Regions from separate parts of the Neogale vison genome. Here regions 2 and 3 are each linked to region 1. Evidence: chromatin contacts called from public Hi-C data. All regions are on one chromosome and are shown on one strand. The core of a region is the stretch at or near the end of the contact, and the rest is flanking DNA. Distances in the headings are between cores, read along the strand shown.

Region 1 (4,452 bases), core at 1,251-3,750:
TTGTATTTATTACCATTTGTTATTGTTGTCATCGTTGTTGTTTTTGTTACAGATTTCTGTTTCTATCTGAGCCCCTTTCTCACCCTACAAACTACAGTCCAACTTAACAAACTGGCTGCTAATTATCTGACTGTGGTCCACATGTTTTGTTTAGCCTGCTCACTATTTAAAAAATGAACAAAATAGTTGTCAACACTTAAAAACCAGATTTTACATAAAAATCTGGTTTCCTGGCTTCTCTATAAAAATTGAGATTTGGTGTAATGAAGCCCATATTCCTTCTTGGAATCAGTGCCCTGACTAAACAGAGAATGGCCTCTCAGGTTCGTACTTTTCTCCCAGATAGTTTCTCTCATTGTTATCTTCTAGTCCTCATAGACATTATAGGTTTGCAACCGATGAACTTGAATCTCTTTTATTTCAAACTCTTATTTTGGCTTAAACCACTAAATATTTGCTAATGATTTCTAAATCTGTTTCTACTTAGAAATCCCACATACTCCCCGGAACCCACATATTCAATATCAAACTACTTTTTTCAAAACCTAATTTTCTCCCACTATTCCCTAAATGACCCAGTTAACATAATTGCATTCCTATAGTTGTCCAAATTAAAAAACCCTTAGGGTTATTCTTTCCTCCTTTTTCTTCATCCTATCCACAGCTTTTCAATCATGTGCCAAATTTTGACATGTCTTTGCTTTTATAGCTCCCAATATTTGAATACCTTTTTCTTCTTTATACCTGGAAAACCACTTACTTTCCAACATGGAGCAAAATTATTCAATTTCTAAAACTATATTTCCTGTCTCCAAGAGCATTTAGTTGCTCCTTTTCATGTATAGGTATCTCAAGTACATTGTATGTTGTATGGGTATTTATTTACTGCTGGCTTGCCACTAGTCTATGGATTCCTTACAAGGACACAGATTATGATCTAGTTATCTTTGTATGAACAGTACTAAGACAAAAACATGAACTCAATAAACACATGAATTTTATAAATCAATGAAGGTTATTTCATATCATGAATTTACTTTCCTATACTTTCTATATTATGCTTCAATTTCTGATTAATCCCCCCCCTTTTTTTGCTGGCACTTTTTTGGTGCTTGATAGTAGAATCATTGATAGTAGAATCACTTAAATATTTGCACCACATTACTGTAGAGTTAAAATGGCTGTTATCAAAAGAAAACTTATTGACTCTGCCATGAAAATATGAAGGTTTTTAAGGTAACTTAAAAAAAATCCTGCCTTAAATACATAAGGATGCCAAATAGTAACACTGAAAAAATATATTATTACTCATAAACAGAATCCTGAGAGGCACTGAACAGCTGTTGAAAAACTTGGCACGCCATTATGCCAGCCTGAGTTTAATGACCTACATGTGAAGGGCTACATATCCAATTACTAATCCTCACTCAGCTACTCTTTGCCCTGATATAGAGGCAGCTGGAAAAGAGATGCCCTACTAACATGAGAAATGGATCCAGAGTTTGTTGTCAATGTTCAGTTAAGAGATCTTTTAGATTTAAGATGAGGAAGAAACAGGGAGTAACCCGCAGTCTTATAGCTGACCTAGTTTTTCAAGTAAAATTTGAGGGTTTTAAACAAGAATGCTTTCAGTTTTGTGATGAGAGAACTCAAATTTTGAATTTAATTTTCTATTCATTAAAGCCTTTAAACATGTTCAAATATATTTTCAAGTATCAATAATTTACTTCATAATTCTTCCCATACCAATATGGCAGTCTTCTATTCATCCATTCAAATCTCATTCTTATATTCAAATTCTGCAACAATCACCTATTAGAAGAAGGCTAAAAGAAAAGCTAAAAACGACAGTCTACTAGATTTTGTTTCAGTTCTCCCTCAAGTTGACTTGGTCTATATATAGCAAAAAGATCATATAAGGTCATGTATTATGAACAATGAAACGTCACATGATGTTTTGCAAAACTGTAAGAAAATTAGTTCAAGGAATGAATGGAGAGTAAGACTTAGGGTATAATGAAGAAAAAGAATTTAAACATTCTAGATTTAAATGCATCTTATTGGGAATTTGACTCACTCTTCCAATTTTGATTTTCCATTTGAGTTGTGTGAAATCATGTGATACTGGCAACCTTCTTCCGTATACATCACAGTTCAGGCGTAGCTATGCTTTCGTTCCATCTCCAGTAGAGAATTAAAGAGCTCTCCAACACTGCTTCGCATTTAAAATTTATAAAAGTAGTTATGCCTTACACCCCTCCTCTATCCCCATAGGTATATATAAATGAATACATGCCTGCAAGCATACACTTGCTTTGAGGTGCAAAAGCAGACATCATTGTAACTACCTCCCCTCCAAAAACCCTCACTCCAGACCCCGCCCAACATGAACGCCCTCGCCTTTCTGCAGGTCCAAATGTGGCGCAGTTTGATGACGTAAAGACGTACGCGCCGTAGCCTCCTACGCGTAGCCGCCGTCCCTGCCTCTGGGAGTTGAAGTTTCCTTAGGAAGATTCGTGAGCTCTAGCAAGACCATTACGAGAAGGGTCTGGGTTGGTGTTCTCAGTTCCCTGTCAACTCCTCGGCTCCGTAAGTCTCTTGGCACTGCCTCTGGCGCCTGCCTACTCTCTGGTCTTCTTTGGGCGCAAAAGGGGCTCTTGGCGATGCCATTCTCCACTAGCAACACGGCTTCCGGGGGAGAGGGGAGTGGGGCTGTAGAAATGGAGCCGCGACCCCGTTCCCGAAGGAAGTGATGTCACAGAGAGCGCGTCCCCCGCGCCACGCAGCTCCCTGATTCGCTGGCTGTAGTTTAATCCCTCCTTGAGTGCGTCCGCCGACGGGTGCCCTGGAGGGGAGTGTTGGGCGAGGCTCTGCCCACCCGCTGTGGGAGTGCCTACGGTCGGAGTGTGTGTGGGGGTCGGGATCCGGTCCCTAGTGTGTGAAGAGAGTGAGTTTCCAAATAATGAAGGGAGAGGGAAATCTGGACCCCGAAAGGCTGGCAAACGAGTGTGGTTCTGCCCCTTGGTGGCTAGAGACCGCGAGCTGTCGCTTTACCACTTTAAACCCGCCTTACCGCGTTTCTCCCAGCGAGGGGCGGACGTAGCTGAACGCTCTGAAATGCTGAGAGCCCAAGGGAAAGTTGCTGCAGGTGCTGGTAGCCCCATGGTGGTGAGCCGAGGATGGTGTTTAAGAAGACAGGCGTTACTTGATTTCAGCGAACTATTTTAAGTGTTAAAATTCGGGATTTTTTTTCTAGAACTATAAAGAGGATAGCAACAGATGACTTTCTCCCGTTTTGTTTTGGTGGTTTTAATTCCTTCCCCTCTCCCTAGGCCAGCCCAGCTAAATCGTGCGCTTTAGATATCGCAGATCTGGCCGGCGCCTTTTAACAAAGGTTTTCTTTCCCTCTCACTTTTCTTAAACGACCTGTCACTGTCAGGTCATTCAACTCCATTTTGCAGTTATTCCAACATTCGTTTGGGTCTTTCAGGAGGGGAGGTTGTCATAAGTAATGAAGACTGCTTATTTAGCCCAATCAAAATCCTTTTTTTTTTAACTTTTGACTGATGTATGACTGTGTTCCCTGCTGGAAGCTGTGCTGAGAACTGGAGATACAAGGAAGATTGAGATGACTTTTACTTTCTTATTTATTTTACTTATTTGTCTCACACCAAATGGCCTTAGTCACCTTTATCCAGTTCTTGGTGTTATCAGACCATCTGATAACCTAATTCTTGTAACTAAGCGAACCAACTTTGTAAAAATTCTCTATTAAAGTAAACTAAATTTCACACAGATATTTCTATACAAAATATTCTTAAGTATTTGTTGAACGTGGTTGAATAAATGAAAATATACTGTCACAGCATGGGAGGGAGGAACACAAAACTGCTGTGGAGCTTATAAACTGTGGCACAAACTTTAAAAAGCAAGTATACCTAGTAAAAAAATGCCACATTTTGCTTCAGGTCATCTGAACAAGCTAGTATATGGTGAAATGCTTATTGTATGGTATCGGAAGTGAGAGTTGATACTTATCTTTGAAGAGTGTGATGTAAGCAGCAATATATTGGGTCTCAAGTAGCATTTTTATTTTGTGCCTCAGTGTATCTTGCTTATCAAAGCTTAAATTCACTCGCTGCAGTGTATTTTCTTAATTCAGAATAGCTTTAAAAATATTGAAATTGTCAACCAGCTCGTGGCCTTTAGGCCAAGTTAAACTTAATTTAGACTACTCAGGTACAAAAGACAAAAGCTCCCCCTGGTGTACATGAGCTGTAAAACATAGCTATATATTGCCTTTTTTTTTTTTTTTTTTAATTTTCACATTATAGAGCCAATCAACACTTGAAGTTTTTTAACAGAATAAAGAACTATCAAAACACGATGCCATTGATTAACAGAAATGTTCTTTTTTGGAATATGAGTCATTGTTTTATGAAGGGAGCAATT
Region 2 (4,452 bases), core at 845-3,344, 330 kb before region 1:
GTATACAAACAAGTACAGGAGAGATAATCCAAGAATATTAACATATTTGTAGCATGCATTTTCCAGAGAAGCAAAAAGAGTAGGTCATCACAAAACTGCTGGGAAAATGAAGAAACTGATGTTGTCCTGCTATCAGAAGGAAGAGGAAAACCATGAAAGGTATTAAACCAATTTAGGATTTTAGTTTGGAGGAGGGATGCCGTGGTTGTGTATACATAGGCAGTTTTTTGCCTTGCAACTTTCAAATCAATGGAAGACAATGTACTGGACAAGAAAAAATATTTAGGAATCAAAAATACTTTATTTCACCCCTCCCCAGCATCCAAGGTAAAAGATAATCGTAGTTATGATTGAGTGCTTATTGACAAACATATGCTAGAGGGTACACTGAATGCCCTCTCCTTTACTCTTTCATCAACCATGTGAAAATAAGTGGTACTATACCCTTTTCTTAGAACTAGAAGTTCCAAAAGGTTAGTAAGTATGATAACAGTGAGAAAGAAGAGCAGAATCTATTTCTACCTGTTCCTGAGCTCATTCTGTTAAACTCTATTCAGTGAGGCAACAGTGAATTCCTTTAGTTGGACCTCGTAACAAAGAGAACATAGTCTCTAAACTGGAAAAGGTATTAATGTTGGCTTGTGAGTTGTTTATCAGAAAGGCCCAGTGGAGCCTAGTTAACTGTTACGTCGGGCCCCACAGCTTTTACTGTCATTGTATCAGTTCGGTGGGGGAACTGATTAATTCTTCTATTGATGACATCATGAACAATTCCTCAGTTCCAGGGGGTGGGGGGAGCAATAAAAAACCTTAGTATTGAAATTATTGGGGATCTCTTCTCTAGAATTTATCTTCCAGAAATGGAGAATTCCTCTAATTTGATAAAATCTTTCAAACTGAAACTTTAATGTACTTAATACATATTTCAAAATTACTTCATGTCGGAAACACTGTTAAAGTGTAATAACTATAATTATGAAAGATTTACATCACCACAAGCATCTGGAGATGCACACAGGTGTTATTAATCTATTAGTTGGAAGGCTAAGTAGCTGGCATTATGATAGTACTCTGTGTACAGGACTATTTTTTAAGCCCACCATTTGCAATTGATTACATGGACCATCTGTAACTGTCTGTGAATCATGTTAGGAGTTACCCCACTGACATTTATCGAACATTTGTCATGTAGCAAAATGTCTTGTATAGAAAAGTTGACACATAATGGCTTTCAGGTTTCACTAAATCAACTTTAGATACCAGGCTGTAAGTACAACCCATTGATATGTAGTCTCCAGAAAAATACGGCTTATGACTCGATTAGGGAATACAGCCTCACCCCGAGCCCTCCGAGCGTAGAGCAAAAGGTCTTTTGTGACCAGAGAGGTGACTTTGCTCCACCGTTTGTTCCCGTGGAACTCTCAAGTGGCGTCAAAAGTGGCGAGGAAAGAAAATGTGGGACATACAGCTAAAGATGACGTGGGATCAGCGGGTCGCGATCATTCGGCGGCTGCGGATTTGCCTACGGGGAAGACGCGAAATCTCTGTTAAGCCTGTGGTTCACCGAGGAGTGAACCATTCTCACTCGACGCGAACGCGCCACCTGTCAGACCAGAGGAGACGCTGGGGATGGAGAGGGCGGCGGGGAAGAAGGTGCCCCGGGTCCGGGCAAAAAAAAAAAAAAAAAAGGCTGTGGGCCAGCTAGCGGGTCTCGGCCTTCGAAGCGCTCTGGTCGGAGTGACAAAGCAGTGGGGTTAGGGGAAGGAGTGCAAGCTAGATCCGGAGGCCACAACATGCAGACCCCGGGATCAGACTGGGAGACCGCGGGCGCCACCGCGTGCCCCTCCCCTGAGCCAGCCTCTCAGCTCCTCCTCCCAGACACGTGACCACAGCCGGCGGGTCTCCTCGCTCCCGCAGCGTAGCTCGCTCTGTTTCTTCCCTCCCGCCGCCGTGCCCTTCGTCTCCTCAGTTCCCATCCCTCCGCCCTCCCCCAGCTGAGGAGTGCCCGCCCCTCTGCCCTATTCTTCGCTTGTTCATTGGCTGAGGCCTCAAGGACGCGTCCCGAGGGCGGGTGGCAGCCATTGGTGGGATGAGCAATCCGAGTTCCCGGATGAGGGAACATTCAGCAGTATAAAGGGAGCGAGGAAGGCGGGAGACAGCGCAGTTTGAATCGCGGTGCGACGGCGGAGTAGGCGGTGGGATCTCGCTGGCTGGCTGACTAGTCCTTTCTCTGCCTTGCTTGTTTGAGCTTCAGCGGAATTCGAAATGGTAAACTTCGCGGAGGCGCTCGAAGACTTCGCGGGTTTTTGCCGATGGGAGAAAAACCCGTTACACACGGGAGATGGGGGTGAAGTGGCGACGGTTGGGAACGCGCGGAGACAGGATTTGGAAGAGCGGGGGGAGGTGTTTTGTCGGCGGCGAGCGGAGCAGCCTCCGATCTCGCGGCGGGCGGCGACGGTTGGGTGGCGCGCGCAGCGCCGCTGGGGGCCGGCGGGCGGACGGAGGCGCGCGGCCGCGGCGGGCGCGCTGCGGGGGGGCGGGCGGGCGGGGTCGCCCTTGCGGCGCGCGGCTGGCCAGAGACCCCGGCTGGGCACGGGGCCGCGCTCGCGCCTGGGCCGCGCCGCGGTGGGGGAGGGGCGCGCCGCCCTGGTAATCCTATATTCCCCATTCCTCCTTCGCTCGCGGGCGTGTGCGCGCCGCAGGCTGGCGGTAAGGCTGGGAAGGACTCCGGAAAGGCCAAGACAAAGGCGGTTTCCCGCTCACAGAGAGCCGGCTTGCAGGTCAGTGGTTGTTCGTGCAGTCTGGGAATTGTGGCGTTTTTCTTTCCACCGCTTTTCGTGTTTATCATCGCTGTAGATGGGCGTTTCGTCCTTGCGTGGGTGATGCGGTGTCGCGACTTGGTTTGCCGATACGATAAATATCGGGGGGGGCGATCACGTGTGTCGATGCTGGGGCGCGTTGCTGCACCAGCGTATATGCCCCTTGGTTTGGCGCGCGTGTGATATTACCATCTTTGACTCTAACATCTTTGTGCATTTATGTTTGTGTGCTTAAAATTAAGTTCCCGGTGGGCCGTATTCATCGACACCTGAAATCTAGGACGACCAGTCATGGACGTGTGGGCGCGACTGCCGCTGTGTACAGCGCAGCCATCCTGGAGTATCTCACCGCAGAGGTAAATGGGTGTACGCCTATAATCTGGAAAAGGTTTTGGGGGGGTTGGGGGAGGCGGCGAGAGGGAAGGAGGAAAGTGATGCAAGAAAAACTCCCAGGCCCTAAACGCGGCTAGAAGCTTCTGAGAACGCTAGAGGGGGCTGGTGTTCATTAAGGAATCCTTTTGAGCTTGGTTGAGTTTGCTGCTCTTGGAAATAAAATTGCGTGCCCCCTTTTGCATGTGTTGCCATTCAGGTAGTAGGGAAAGACATCATTTGGTAGATTTACCTTCATGAAGATTTGATTCTACTCTCTGGGCTTCCGCTTTAAGGAAAGTTGGAAGGAGATTGATTAGAATCTGCCTTGTAGGTACTTGAATTGGCAGGAAATGCATCAAAAGACTTGAAGGTAAAGCGTATTACCCCTCGTCACTTGCAACTTGCTATTCGTGGAGATGAAGAATTGGACTCTCTCATCAAGGCTACAATTGCTGGTGGTGGTATGTAAATACTAAAATTTTATTCCTTCGTAGAAAAAATTTTGTAGCTCATTTTTTAGTACAGAAGAACACGTATTTTTATGGATCTTAAGTGTGGTTGCATTATGAAATTTAATTTGTGTATGTAACTTAGTGAATATTTACATACTTGAGCTTTGCATTTAAAGACCTTTTCCAAGCTGAACATTAAACTGACTTAGTTTTATGTTTTATGTGATGTTTATATATATTAAAAAGTAGTATTAATCGCTGTTCCTCTCCTAGGTGTCATTCCACACATCCACAAATCTCTGATTGGGAAGAAAGGACAACAGAAGACTGTTTAAAGGATGCCTGGATTCCTTATTATCTCAGGACTCTAAATACTCTTAACAGCTGTCCAGTGTTGGTGATTCCAGTGGACTGTATCTCTGTGAAAAACACAATTTTGCCTTTTTGTAATTCTATTTGAGCAAGTTGGAAGTTTAATTAGCTTTCCAACCAACCAAATTTCTGCATTCGAGTCTTAACCATATTTAAGTGTTACTGTGGCTTCAAAGAAGCTATTGATTCTGAAGTAGTGGGTTTTGATTGAGTTGACTGTTTTTAAAAAACTGTTTGGATTTTAATTGTGATGCAGAAGTTATAGTAACAAACATTTGGTTTTGTACAGACATTATTTCCACTCCAGTGGATAAGCTCAATAAAGGTCATATCCCAAACTCTTTGTGTTTTAAATTTGCTTGATTGTAATGGGAATTCCTTTCTTTTGAGTAGGGATCTCATACAGCAGTTAACATAAGCCTACTTATTCTCTTGAA
Region 3 (4,452 bases), core at 1,023-3,522, 260 kb before region 1:
AAACTCCCCTTGGAGCTGAGAGCCCAATGTGGAACTTGATCCCAGGACCCTGGGATCATGACCTGAGAAGGCAGACCCTTACTTAACCTACTGAGCTGCCCAGGTGCCCACCACTTAGGCATACTGATTATTTTGAGCTGAAGGAACTAAGAAAACATATACAGGAAGGATTCTTCGACCTCTCCTTTGACCAAAAAGCAGGTCATAAAATTTCCTATGAGAAAGGTGCCCTCCCTCTACCAGGAAGAGAACATTCTTATCACCAGAGGTGAGACTGACACCAAAATGGACCTTTAGAAACAAGCCTACTAAAATAATCCTTATCTTCCATTGGTTTCACCCACGTTTCATTATCACTGTCCCACAATTTACTGTCCATTACCCAAGCCCCTTTCCTTGTCACATCCCCACAATTTGTTGTTTTTTGTATAAAAAAGTATGTAACTTTTGGGACTAGTGATGTCTTTGGACATTATCTCCTTCTGAATACTCCCATATACACATTAAAATATTAAATAAATGTGTTTTTTTCACTGGATAATCTATCAATTCTTAGGCTCAGCCATAGAAACTAAGAGGGTAGAAGGGCAGATGTTTCTCCTTCCCTAGAAGAGAAATAAGCATTTCAGTTTAAAGGACCCTCCAGAACCAGTGTGGAGAAATAATAAACAGTGATGGAAAGGTGAAGTAATCAATTTGGCTGGAGTATAGGATTCACCTTAGAATGTGTTCAGAGGTAAAAGATTAGACTGTCAACTTTATCAGTCTTCAATGGTGGATCACTGAAGATTTTTTGTGCAGCAGTAATGTGCATTGTTTTGGGAAAGTTTATCTGGCCATTATAAGTGGCTATTAATATCATCTTGCTAGATAATGGTTTGAATGAGAAATTGAAAAAAAAATCGATGAAAAAATCTGTTACAGAAAAGCAGACACGAGGAACAAAAGATAGCAGTCAAACATGACACCTGACTAGTAGAATCATGGAAATGATACAGGCACACATTATGAAAAATGTTGATGGGAGAAGTTTTTGGAGCTTTTGAGTCAGAGGCGACTATAAGACATATATTTAGAAATGTGCAACAACAGACAAGCAGCCAAAAATGTGAACCTAGAACTCTGAGGAAAGGTGCAGACTTAGGACTCACGTTCTCAGGGAAATGTGGAAAGAGAAAAACAAACTAAAGACAAGCTTTAAACGCAATGATCTAAAGAATTAGGAAACTAGAATGGGTGAGGACCTAAAATAAGTAATACAGTATCCCAAAGCTAGGAAATCAAACGATTTAAATAAGGAAAAGGAAGTGAACTTCAATGACGTGAGTTGCTATGGAACTGTCAAGTTCCCTTGTAATAATTAGATCATTTTAACAGCTGGGAGCTCTGTAGTTTAGTTTACCATTTTGTCTTCTCACGGATAAACAGGAAATTAGTATCCAACTCTTCCCCCTGTCTTAAGCTAGAATCCCTTTTGCACTCCTACTTTTAGGGACTGGGAGTTGAAGATGAGTCCTTAACAAGCTCCCATAGTCTTTGTTTTCTTACCAGCTACCCGTAGGTTTTTGTTACTTGTGCAAATGAGCAAGGCACCAAACAAAAAACATGACTGCAACTAAGTCACAGCCTTCTAAATCATGAGGCAAAGAAGGGAGGTCGTCCAGTATTTGCATATGCTGAGTTCCACAAATAACTGTGAAAACTCCAGAAAGCCCACGGCTCCTCTATTCAATCTAGACAAGACCTTGAGTAACCGCCCTTGGAAAAGCCAAGGCAGAGGAGGTCATCAGGCTCAGAAATCTATGAACCTGGGTTTTGTTTTGTTTTTTGCTTTTTAAGATTTTATTTTTAAGTAATCTCTTCACCCACCGGGGCTGGAACTCACCACCCCAAGATCATGTCATAAACCCCACTGACTCAGTCAGCCAGGCGCCCCAGGAGCCAGGGACTTCTAAACACGGGCAACTCTGCCGCAGTTCCCCTTGCAAACAACAGCCCTTCAAACGTTTTTTACCTACAAGAAAAGATCTTAAGATAACAAGCCTTGAAAAACTAATGAAATCTGTGCACCCTCCCCACATAACGTCTTCGGGCATACATCTTCCGCAGGTCTTTGAGTGCCAGACGATAGCCAAGGAACCCTCTAACCTCGGGCCGGCGTCCCCACGTCCCCAGGTGTGCGCAGGCGCAAGGAGCAGCCCGCCCAGGGGCGGGGACGGGCGGGGTGCGCCGGCGCAAAAGTCCCCCGCACCTCCCCGGAAATTTCGTGTCACCCGGCTTCGGAGGCGTCGGAAGTGCTTCCTGGAGCACTGAGGAGGTCGCAAGTCATGTGACGACGGCTTTCAAGGGAGACTGTCTTTGAAGCTGTCCCCGAGCTTACAGCTGAGAGAACACCGCAGCCCAGAAAGCCGGGTAACTTGAGCCGCTCTGCGTGGTATTGAGCCCGGGCCCCCCGGTGGCGCCGGCCGTGAGACTCAGGGGAGGGAGAGGACTTGCCTTCGGGCCTAGATCTTCGCGGGTGGAGGGTGGAGTGACTGAGATAGGGCATGACAGCTACCGCCTGGGTATTGGAGAACTCGCGCTCATTCCCGCTCCCCTAGTGCGAGTCCTAGAGCCGCGGATTCTTGCCTGGCCTTGATGAGAGCTGACCCCGCTTATTAGGTTGGAGGTGGGAAGAAGTGTCGAGGGGAGAGTCACCAGGAGTTTCTCTTCCAGGAGTGGACATTGATCCTGCGGGACAAAGGGGTTCGTCATGGCGGATGTGAGTTAACACACCCACACAAGAGGAAGGGGAGGATGGGAAGTTTAGGGGAGGCCTCCTGGGCGGGGAGAGGTAAAGCTTGCCAAGGAGAAATATGTTCCCTTTTAGACCCCCACCCCCACATAGTTTCTGTAGACTCTGGAGTGAGTGACTAAGATGAAGAGATTTGCGGAGCCCCGAGTTTCTGCGCACAGTGGGTGTGTTGATGTCTTGAGGTTGAGAGAATTGTTTTCTTCCCACTCCCTAGTCCAGCAGGCAGAAGAGAGGCTCTGAATCCCATTTGAATTTCTAAATGTTTTGCTGCTGTGAATCTACTTTTTTCCAGGAAGTGGTCATGATGTCTCTCTAGATTCACTGGAGCAAACTGAGATGATTTCTGACTGATAACCTCTTTAGCATAGCAGTAAAACCCAAATTTTAAGTTTAGGAAACTTAATTGTACTAGTTACTAGAAACAACGGGGAATTAATACTACTAATGTTTGTGTCTATATTTCACATCCTGTTTTATTACTTACATGCCGGGTACTCTTCCAAACTTGAACATAGACTCATTTAATTCTTACAACTTTTATGAAGTAGGCACTGTTACTGTCCTTGTTTTCTCGATGGGGAGGCTAAGGCATAGAAAGATCATGTAACTTGCCTCTGGTTACACAGCTGGTAAGTTGTAATGTCAAGATACCACCCCAGGCAGTCTAACTCCAGCGCTTACCCTCTTAACCACTAGGCTAAATGATCACTCAACATTAATATTGAATGTGATTTTTCTTTTTAGGCTGCAAGACTGTATGTTTGAGTATTTAGGAACTTTGTATGCCTTTATCACTCCATTTTTTAGTGTCTGTCATTATGTTCTTGAGAACGTTCTCTCCAGTCATAGTCAAACACTGTGTATCTATTGAGTAGCACCTTGCAAAGTTTGTTGTAATAAGGGCTGTGTGTGAAATAGAGATGATGAAGGTATAATTCCTCTCCATAAGGCATTTTTTTAAATATTTTATTTATTTGTCAGAGGGAGAGCTCATGCATGTGAACGTACGAGCACAAGGAGTGGCAGGCTAAGGGAGAAGCAGACTCTCCTCTGAGCAAGGAGCCTGATGTGGGACTCCATCCCAGGATCCTGGAATCATGACCTGAGCCAAGGCAGACACTTAACCAACTGACCCACCCAGGCATCCCTCCATGAGGGTTAAAAAAAAATTTTTTTTAAGTATAGTAGGCAGGTAGTCATAAATGTATATACATAATCGTGTGAAAATTCAAAAGAAAGAGGGATTACATCTCGTTTGTGTGTATCAGGAAGGCCTATTTGAAGTATTTGGTGGTTGAGATTAGCTCTAAATAATGAGTAGCACTTTTTCTTAAAGTAAGGTTGATAGAGAATCACTATTAAAATGAATAGTGTAAGCAAAGTTTGAGAGATGGGAAAGGGAAAGGTATGTGGAGTAGCTGTGAGTAGTCCACTTTTGCTGGGGTTGAGAATATGTATGAGGGAGTGATAGGAAGCGGACTGTAAAATTAGCTGTAAACCAGAGAAGCCCAAATGTTAAAAGAATTTGTAGAGAATTTATTCAACAGTGGAGAGTCATTCAGACATTGGTTCTCAACCCCAGCTGCACAGGGGATCATCTAGGGAGCACCTATAGCACAGGTAGAGAAGGAGAAAAATATGGTTATTGGCATTATGTA

Evidence for each region. Hi-C and Micro-C count contacts between places; a contact is called where the count stands out from the background.
Region 2: a Hi-C map of fibroblasts shows a contact between it and region 1, with 5 times the contacts expected there. The contact joins the promoter of LOC122889349 here to the promoter of TRMT10A in region 1. A contact is called at or near these places in 2 of 3 Hi-C or Micro-C datasets (fibroblasts and muscle).
Region 3: a Hi-C map of fibroblasts shows a contact between it and region 1, with 3 times the contacts expected there. The contact joins the promoter of LAMTOR3 here to the promoter of TRMT10A in region 1. A contact is called at or near these places in 2 of 3 Hi-C or Micro-C datasets (fibroblasts and muscle).

The regions. Positions count from the first base shown.
Region 1 is chr11:108,429,351-108,433,802 of ASM_NN_V1, forward strand. TRMT10A (tRNA methyltransferase 10 homolog A) reads left to right here and starts at 2,501. Exons shown (of 8, transcript XM_044224422.1): 1 at 2,501-2,589.
Region 2 is chr11:108,104,751-108,109,202 of ASM_NN_V1, forward strand. LOC122889349 (histone H2A.Z) reads left to right here and starts at 2,095. Exons shown (of 5, transcript XM_044224413.1): 1 at 2,095-2,268; 2 at 2,703-2,780; 3 at 3,062-3,175; 4 at 3,523-3,652; 5 at 3,917-4,353. The coding sequence starts at 2,266. The coding sequence ends at 3,978.
Region 3 is chr11:108,165,349-108,169,800 of ASM_NN_V1, forward strand. It overlaps LAMTOR3 (ragulator complex protein LAMTOR3), which reads left to right and starts at 2,273. Exons shown (of 7, transcript XM_044224419.1): 1 at 2,273-2,412; 2 at 2,716-2,761. The coding sequence starts at 2,753.